Linked DNA regions of Mus musculus: region 2 is linked to region 1. A link is a contact called in public promoter capture Hi-C data. All regions are on one chromosome and are shown on one strand. The core of a region is the stretch at or near the end of the contact, and the rest is flanking DNA. Distances in the headings are between cores, read along the strand shown. Region 1 holds the start of Cdrt4os2 (a long non-coding RNA gene). Region 2 holds the start of Tekt3 (tektin 3).

Evidence for each region. Capture Hi-C pulls out chosen DNA fragments and counts their contacts.
Region 2: a contact with region 1 is called in a promoter capture Hi-C map of adipose tissue. The contact joins the promoter of Tekt3 here to the promoter of Cdrt4os2 in region 1. A contact is called at or near these places in 5 of 39 promoter capture datasets (liver, macrophages, maxillary cranial neural crest and 1 more), 1 of 484 Hi-C or Micro-C datasets (muscle stem cells), 2 of 115 datasets of contacts at active chromatin or transcription factors (embryonic stem cells and intestinal villus epithelium) and 4 of 9 other capture datasets (adipose tissue, liver, macrophages and 1 more).

Annotation. Positions count from the first base shown.
Region 1 is chr11:62,950,069-62,954,413 of GRCm38.p6, forward strand. Cdrt4os2 (a long non-coding RNA gene) reads right to left here and starts at 1,311. Exons shown (of 2, transcript XR_388729.3): 1 at 687-1,311; 2 at 1-525. It overlaps Cdrt4 (CMT1A duplicated region transcript 4), which reads left to right and starts at 1,125. Exons shown (of 2, transcript NM_025496.1): 1 at 1,125-1,313. The coding sequence starts at 1,226.
Region 2 is chr11:63,059,516-63,064,101 of GRCm38.p6, forward strand. It overlaps Tekt3 (tektin 3), which reads left to right and starts at 2,144. Exons shown (of 8, transcript NM_027660.1): 1 at 2,144-2,262.

The DNA.
Region 1 (4,345 bases), core at 61-2,560:
TTGGGGAATCCTATGACAGTTACCTCCCCATCTGTTGTACTTCCAACCAGATCTGTGCTAGACACAGGGATGCCCACCAACTTCCCCAGCCTGGCTGGCTCAACACAAATCCCGCCCTACCCAAAATCTGAGCCTCCCTGCACCTCTTCACATACACCTTCTCACAGGATTCGTACTTCCTCAATGCGAAAAGGGAGGAGCCTGTTAGAAACACTGAGTGAAGACACTCGAGGCTGGAAAGAAGGAGCTCGGTGAATCTGTGGTGTAGCTGATTCAGGCAAAAGCTGATGAAAGAGAAGGCACCACCACTGAGGAGGGACTAGAATCTAGAGGGAGGCAAGAATCCCAGCAGGTAAACAGAATAATCATAAGAGCTCTGCCTGGGCTTTGAGTTGGAGAAGCCAGCATTAGAAAATGGTGATGGTTCTGAGGAAGGCCAGGTACTTGCTTTGCAGACAGATCACGTGCTTGTTTGAGTCTCAGAAGTGCAGCTTCAGATCCCTTCTGGACAAGTTGAGGGTAAGCCTGAGAGCAGAGGAAAAGAAACATGGTCCCATCAAGAAACATTTGACATAAAATTGTGACTAGGGTTAGAGGATTAAAAGCAGAGCTCTCCAGTCTGTCTCCTAAGTGCCGTCCAATGTCTTTGAAGATAAAAATTCTCTCTCCAATTTCTCCCAAAGTACCTTGTTAATGCAACCAATTCTTTGTTTCCACTGCAGGTCTTGGAGCCAGACTATCATGTAGGGTGTGGCTGGGGAGAGGACCTAGTCATATGCACCATTATTGGCTTTCTAGTTGATCTTGGCACAAAGGATTTGAACTCCTGGACTCACTTGTCTTCAGAACTGGTCAGGTCTGGTTCAGAGTAATTTTGTTGGAAGTGAGATTCAAGCCGGTATCTTCTTCATTCTCTGAGTCTGAACACCCCGAATGAGGTCATTTATGCAGAGTGCCTGGTCTTGGACTCTCTGTCTAGGTCAAGGATGGGTTGCCCTAACATTCACCTTTAATGACTATGTCTTCGGCCAGTGAGCTCCCTGAGGAGAAGATTCAGGGCAGGGAAACCTGACAACTGCTGATGTCACAATGCCTCTACTCACCGTGACAGATGCCTGGCTACTGAACCACCTCAGGGGAGCAGCAAGACCATGGCTGACTGCAACAGACAGAGGACAACAAGGGATCTGGGACCTAGAGTTCAGGGGGCTGCAGGATACCAAAAATGATCTCTAGGCCAGAAAGCAGCCTCTCTGGGCTAGAAAGTAGCCAAGAGGTCCAGAAAAAGACGTGGAACCCCAGGAATTATTCAGGTACCATTGATGGGTCCCCTCCTTCCAAGTCAGACACTTGTGTTGACAAAGAGGGAAGGCTAGTCAGGAAGTCAAAGGTACACACCCAAACTCTATGGGTCATGCCCTTTTCAGGACAGTTCTTCCACTTGGTTAAAGGAGTTCAAGATCACAGTTCACATCACCTGTCACCTGAGACTATCCAACACACACTAATGTTTAAGGTCTACCCCTGGGTGTTTTGCCTGTATGTACATGTGAGGATGTCAGATCCCCTGGAACTAGAGTTATAGACAGTTGTAAACTGCTTCAGGGATGCTGAGAATCGAACCCGGGTCCTCTGAAAGAACAGCTAGTGCCCTTAATCACTGAGCCATCTCTCCAGCCTGAGGCTTACAGTTTATAACGATGGCCAAATGAGAGCCAAGTGTGGTGGTACACACCTTTGATCCTGCACTTGGAGTCAGACACAGCCGATCTCTCAGTTTGAAGTCAGTTTGATCTATATAGGGAAATCTAGGCCAGTCAGGGCTATACAACAGACTTTGTCACAAAAACAAAATGTCCAAATGACTGTCCTATATAGTCAGGGTTAACAATGTCATGTAAATATAAGTACATACCAAACCACACAAAAGCATCTATGTATGTATGTATTCCATGGAGGCTGGAGGTAAGGGCTTTTATCATTTAAAAAATATATTTTCTACTCATTTTAAAGTTTTTACTATTATACAAAGAAATGGGTTTATAATAGTGCTTTCATACACATACACATCTATATTTATATCTGTACATTTATATTTATATTGATACCTCATTATATTTTATTGTTCTTTGGAAGGGCATATACTAAGATATCCCACAGATGCATAACTAAGTCTTAACAAAATGGAGAACCTCCAAAATGTCCAATCAGGCCTAGCTCATGTCTTTATTACTAAGTATCTATAAGGTTAGACATGGTGCTATACATCTGTATGCCCAATACTCTGGAGGCAGAGACAGGAGGATTGCCATGAATTTGAGGCTTGCCTTGGCAACACAGTGTGTTCACCAACCAGAGCTATGTAGTTAGAGTTTGAGGCAAGCCTGAGCTACATAGAAGGGAATACTTCCTAATCCTCTATCCCCATCCCCAAAGATAATGAATCTAAAGGAAAAACAAAACAAAACAAAACAAAACAAAACCAAGAGCCAGCTACACATCCAAGAGAGTTTCTTCAAAGGATTAATTAATACCCAGGTTGATTATTTAGGAATTATTTAGAGAAAGGATCAAAAAACACTAAATACTGTTTTCTAATAGTGAGAAACCTTATGATTGACAAGGCACCTTAATATGTAGATCAGGATAGGGAAAGATGAGGGAGAAAAGACTCCCATCTCTACACATAAGGAGACCCACACTTGGGTTAGGTTAAGACAGAGTCTTGTACCCTACTTGAGGGCATGTTTATGTGGGTCCAGAACCTCAGGGTCCCCCAAAGACACATCTCCAGGTTGACAGCTTCTGTTTGTGTGCACTTAAGCTGAGCGTGAGTGTGAGAAGACTGGGAAGTGTTGCTGGCCAAGAGCCTGGGAAGTCAGAGCTCTGGGTTCAAATTCAGATGCTGCAGCTTGTCTGGGAGATGCTTCCAACTGGGTTGGGGTAGACAGGCCCTGGGGTATCCCTTCTTTCTTCCTGCTTGAAGATATAAAGCTGGGGCATCATCCAAGTGCCTGCCCTTTGGTGAGTGCTAAGCCTCCTGTCCTAGGACCTGCGCTGGGCAGGAAGAGGCCTCTCTTCTGAAATACAGAATAATCTGCAGGTCCCATGACACCTTCCCTCCCACGTGCAGACCTGAGATCTTCATTTCCTTCTGTGCTGTGAGCATCTGGGCTTGTGGTCATAGTGAATGGCCTTAAAATTCCCACCTTATCTTCTCCTAGCAAATGGATTAGTGTGTGTGGTGTGGTGTGGTGTGTGTGTATGTGTGTATTCCAGTGTGTGTCTGAATATGGGAGTTCTCTACCTGTCTCTGTGTATATGTGTTTGGTGTGTGTTGGGGTCTGTCCGTAGGTATTTCCGTTTCTGTATCTGTGTATATGTTGTGTGTTTCTAGGTGTGTGTTCATGTTTGTGTGTATCAGGATGTTGGGTGTGTATGATGGTTTGCCTGTGTATGCCCATCTACACTTTTAAAATAGTTCTGGAGACCACATGTTAGACAAGTGCTCTCCCACTGAGCTGAAACCTTGCTACGGTCTCACTAAGTTGGGCAGGAATCCTTCAACTCATACTGTAGTTCCCTTAGCCTTGAATTTGCAATCCTGCCTCAGTCTCCAGACCTGTGCCTGGGATGAAAGGTTGGTTCCCTTCTGAATTTTCCCTCAATGGCCATGCTCTCTGTTTAACTAGTAGCGTGCTATCGACGGGGCCCTGAGGATGGACAGCCGGCATGGAACCTTGCTTGATGACTTTGGCAAAGTTAGCAGGTGGTATCACCCATCCACTAGTGGGTTTTGGGCAGAGAACGGGAAAAAATGGAAAGAAAGCTTGGGATCAGGAGAACGCTTTAGAGGAGATGTGAGTCGAAGGGAGGGTTAAATGCAAAGGCATGGAAATGTTATTGAGAAAACCAGCGGAGAGGGGGCTGGGAGAAGATGAGGATCCTGGGTCAAGAGTGCAGGGAAAAGACACAGAAAATGGATGCTGGTAGCTTCTCCTTTGCCGAGGGCCCTTCCTCAGCCATAATTGGACAATACTGTAAGCTACAGGGCTGCCATTCTGGATAACTCCCATAATCCCAATAGCCCAAGAAGGGACAGAAACTCCTTAGAAAAGCAGCCAGTACTTTAGTAGACTGATGGCACAGAGCACACGCTTATGAATATTCATTCCCTCCTGGGTAACAAGGGCCAAGTTTAGGTCAGGAGGCAGCCTCTGCTTTTGAAAGGCTTAAGATCTCCTTGGGACACAGAGAAATGACTCTCTTAAACCTGCAGGCTTGCTTGGCCTGAGACTTTCAGTCCCCAACCTCCCAAATGCCACCTCCATTTTATCCCTATCCC
Region 2 (4,586 bases), core at 894-3,393, 110 kb after region 1:
GGGAAGGGAAGGGAAGGTCAATACTTGAAGAAGCAGATGAATAAGCATATTTAATAGGAATAAGCTAACAGTGGGAGGTCCCTAGGCACAGAGAAGAGGGGGTGGTGAGATGGTGGAGGGGCTACTTCAGGCATCTAGACCATGGGATGCACTGTGCTTCCAAGTAAATGTTAGTGAGAAAATCTTTTCCTAAGGAAAGATCATGGACAAGGGAAATGGACATGCTAAAGTTTGGAGCCAACTTTGTTGGTTTGTCTGTAGTTGGCAGCTAAATTCTGTTCTCACAGAGCGTCCAATGTGTAACAGGAGTTTTAGGAGAGGATGTAGCAAGGTGCACAGAGCTAAGTAGAGATTTTTGAAGAGTAGCCAAGTGAGAGAGCAACATATGCCCACAGATAGCAACCTCTGTTTGGGAAAACAAGAAGGAGCATGAGTGAGCCCCTGAGATGGACCCGGTGGACAGAGTCCTGGCTCTTGGTAGACAAAGCTGCACCTGGTTTCTGATGAGGAAGTACAGTTGGCACAGGGCTGGTGGCTTCTGGATAAAGGCTGATGGTGGCTGATGATTGAGTGATAGAAAACCCCAGAGTGACTAGAAAGGAAGTCTGGTGACAGTAGGACAGAGGAAGGAAGTTATAGAGTTGGCCTCAAGCAGCCTTCTCTTTAGGCAAAGTTGTCTCAGTCAGCTCCATTGCCTCTCTATGTCCAAACCTCTGGTAAGTATCCTCCTCTGCTAAGCAGCACATGTGTGCATGCAAACCACAAATGTTGGTTGCTTAACTACTTTGTGGCAAGCACGATAAGGTGCAAGGATGATAATTACCTTTTAATTCTGGCAAACACTTGGCAATCATACAAGGGTATCTAACATATGTTTTTGTTTGTTTTGTTTTGTTTTTAAATTGATTGCTTCCCCCCTACCCCCCGTAAATAGAGTTGATCAATTTAACCCAATTTAACCAGGAAGTTTATAACACTTGTATGTTCATGCATTGCTTCAAAGACCAGGTTGTGCTGTGATTTCCCCTGTTTCTAAATCAAACACTGGATGACCAATGCTCAGTCCACATCATATTGAAGATGGTACAATACAGAGCATGAAAGATGACTCCATCTTCACTAGATCTCCGTTAAATTTGGTTCAGAAATTTCCAACTCTCAGGCCCCAAGAGGTAACATATCATGTTGGCAGCAGCTTGGGGGCATCACTGAAGCCCATCCTGAGTCCCGAGAATCAAGAAAAAGAAGTTTACTACACTTGAGAGGGAGATGGTTGCTTGGAAAGGCATCTCGAATCAGGATCAGGAGTTGCTGTCAGGAGGGAGAACAGGAAAAAGAGAAGGCTAGCAACGCAGTCCTGCGTGGGATATGACAGCCTCTGTGTAGCTTACCCAGTCATGCATCCAGACTAAGCATGGGACCGTCAGGTGGTCTCTGTAGTTACCCACCCCCGGCTTCTTGAGACAAGCATTCTGTGCTCATTGTCAGAAAGCCAAAGTCACTTAATGTGCACCCTGCTGGTACCACTCTAGCCGTCCCTGTTCACCTTCTTATGACTTCAGTTGGCACCAGCCTCTGCAATAACCAAGTTTCTAAATGGGTAAAACTGACGACCCACTCCCCTCTGCATGCCTATTGTCACATGTTAAGATCCCCTGGGAGCTGCCTCATCCTGGGAATGGCACACAAGGAACACCAAGAGTGATTAACTGGGGGGGGGGGGGGTGTCTTTCCTCTTAACAGTTACCAGTGTGAATTGTTAGGGCTGGCACAGCTAGGATGCCACCTCAAGGAGTATTAAATCCTCTAGGTCTGCATTTTAGGGATGCTCTACCACTGGGTGTGGCTAGGCCAATGACTGCCCCAACCCCCTCACCTGGTAAAAGAAATTTTATTAGGTCTTGGAAGGATGTGACAGTGATGGACTTGTAAGTAAAACATGTGGCGGTGTCGACAGAAATATTATTTGTGTTTACTGAAAACTTAAAAGAGGGAAGATCCCAAAGGTAGCTGGTGCGCCTTGGAATGGATAGGGAGTTCCAGTGCCTCCTGGACGCTCTAGTCTCCCAACACCCGCTATCCTTGCACGGTTACTACGCTCGTGAGCGTCCATAGCAACCGCCTAGGGCAGGGCTTCCCTGCTGGTACCCAATCCGCTTCCTACTAGGGACCCTGGCTGCGGTTGAGTGGTCCAAGGTTTGATGTCAAGTGGGGCTGGGCGAGCCAGCCTCTAGGGCCGCTGAGGGTCCACAGCGAGCACAGGTGAGTGATCTAGGAAAGTCCTGGCCCCCAGGGCTGCGGGATGTCTCACCCTCGGTCCCCAGGCAGCCCGGGTCTGCTGTCCCATCCTGTGGTCCACGGAAGGGGCATCCATCCTGTTTCTCACCTGCTTTTTCAGAGTATAGCTTGTGTCTGAAACCCAATCCCTCCTCTAAGGCTGCTTTCTCAGCCTAGGCTTCCAGGTAGCTTAGGGGAGGACTTGTTTCTGAAATTCAAACCAAGGCTAGTGTCCTCTGGTACTCCCTGTCTCTGGAGACTTTTTTTTTTTTTTTGGCGGTTAAAACCAAGTCTCTCAATACTGCCCTGGTACTTACAGTGTTGTAATAAGCAAATACTTGAGAAAGGAGAAACACTCTTTGCTTGGTTATTAAGAAAGGAAGCTGTGTTATGGATAGGTAAAAATATTTGATGAATCTAATAAAATATTCTATTCCTTTTATAAACAAAATATTTCGCACAATAATTCAGTGAATAACATCTGTATGCCAAGTCACCCTGTCCACCCCTTAAACGGTTACAAGGACAACCGTGACCTGCTTTGTGGCCCTCTTTTCCCAGGGTGCTCACCTACCAGAATTTAGTATATCCTTATATTCTGCATATTCTACACTTTTATCATGATATATCTAATCCAGATGCCAACACAGGTACTGCTTTAAGTGTATGCAATGATATGTAACAGACAATCTGCATCAAATGTGTTATGAATATACCTTACATCACCTATACAGCTGCTCTTTTAGTTTGCTCCCTTAAAACTACTGGAGAGTAATTCTTGGGCATTCTAATTGTTTCTGTATATGGGTGTCTCTGGGCAGACAGGTATGACAGTAAAAGTAGCTAGGGGTTTTCTTTCCCTTGCCCTGGGGAAGAATTCATTTGCATTTGTTTGTTTGTTTAAAGATAATTAAGTCTCTCCATGTTCTTATTTAACCTTAAAGCTGAAGTGTTTCATGTTGAAATTCAAGTCATGGCTTCTAATTTTGGTGTTTGTTTAAAAGACAAAATGTTTATATGATATGAAGAGAAGCTCTAGCTAAGTGTGGTATTTATTAACATGTATCTCTGGTCCCATCTGACCCTGGGTTAGCTACTGGAACCAGTGGACCTGGTTCTAGTCCTGTGGGTCTGTCTATGAAGCCGTCAAGCCTGTGCCTGCCACTGATCTGAGGCAGGGCGTGGAGCGAGGTAATGCAGTTTCTGGACTTGTGTCTTCTGGGGATGTTCTGTAAAGGTTTTTGCTCTTTTAAATATTTATGATCCTAAAGTCTTGACTAAAATATGCCGAGAAAATACATCCATTCAAGTCAAGCTCATCTTCTGAATTGTAAATGGATCTTTCCAGTATTTGTATTCTTGGTGGGGTCCATTGTATCTTTAGCAAATCAATATTTATAGTCGAGTACTATAGCACTTTCGGTATGTTAATACCTGTTGATCACACATTAAATGAATAAAGCCCAACACTGTTTGACTTTGTAGCACATCTCCTTTCTATTGTTAGTAACAAAATATAATGTATTTATTTATGTTTACTTATTGGAACCCTGGCTGGCCTGAAACTTGCTATGTATACCAGGCTGGTCTCAAAACTCATAGGAATCCACCTGCCTCAGCCTTCTAAGTACTGGAATTAAAAGCATGCACGTCACATCTGTATCCGAATGTCATTTAAAAAGCAAAAAGCCATGGTCTGGTCTAGGGCATGATCCCCATGCCTACTTCTATCTGTCTTCCCAAAGACCTTATTGAATTTCCATGCAAACAGAAGACAAATACAGTGTTAGCAAGTTTAGCAAGTGTTGCTCACACTTGCTTGGAGTGTGCCTGAGTTAGAATTTGGAGATCTAACACTGCAAAAGACACAATCGGCCAAGTGATCCAGAGTCTTTGTCAAGTGAGGTATGCATCAGAGGGTAGCTTGCAGGAGTCAGTTCTCTCTCCACTGTGTGGGTTCCTGGACCTGAATTCACTCCTCCGGGTTGGTTGTAGGTACCTTTATTCTCTGAACTGTCTGTTGGGCCTGAGCTGTCCACTGTTAGCATAACATTGGGAGTACTGTTGCCTTATTAGCCTTCTCACTGTTACCGTGGGTGACAATACTCCTCTTTCCTTCCTAATTTGCCTTCTCTTTCTTTTGGTAAGTCTGGCCAATTTGCTCATTTTATTGACAGTTTTATTGGTTTGCTTTTTTCGTGGATCCTTTTTCTGTTTCGTGGATGTTTCTCTTTGCTTTCTCTCCCCTCTGCTTTGGGTTTATTTTGCTTTTTACTTAGATTAAAACACACACCAGCAGAGGGACACAC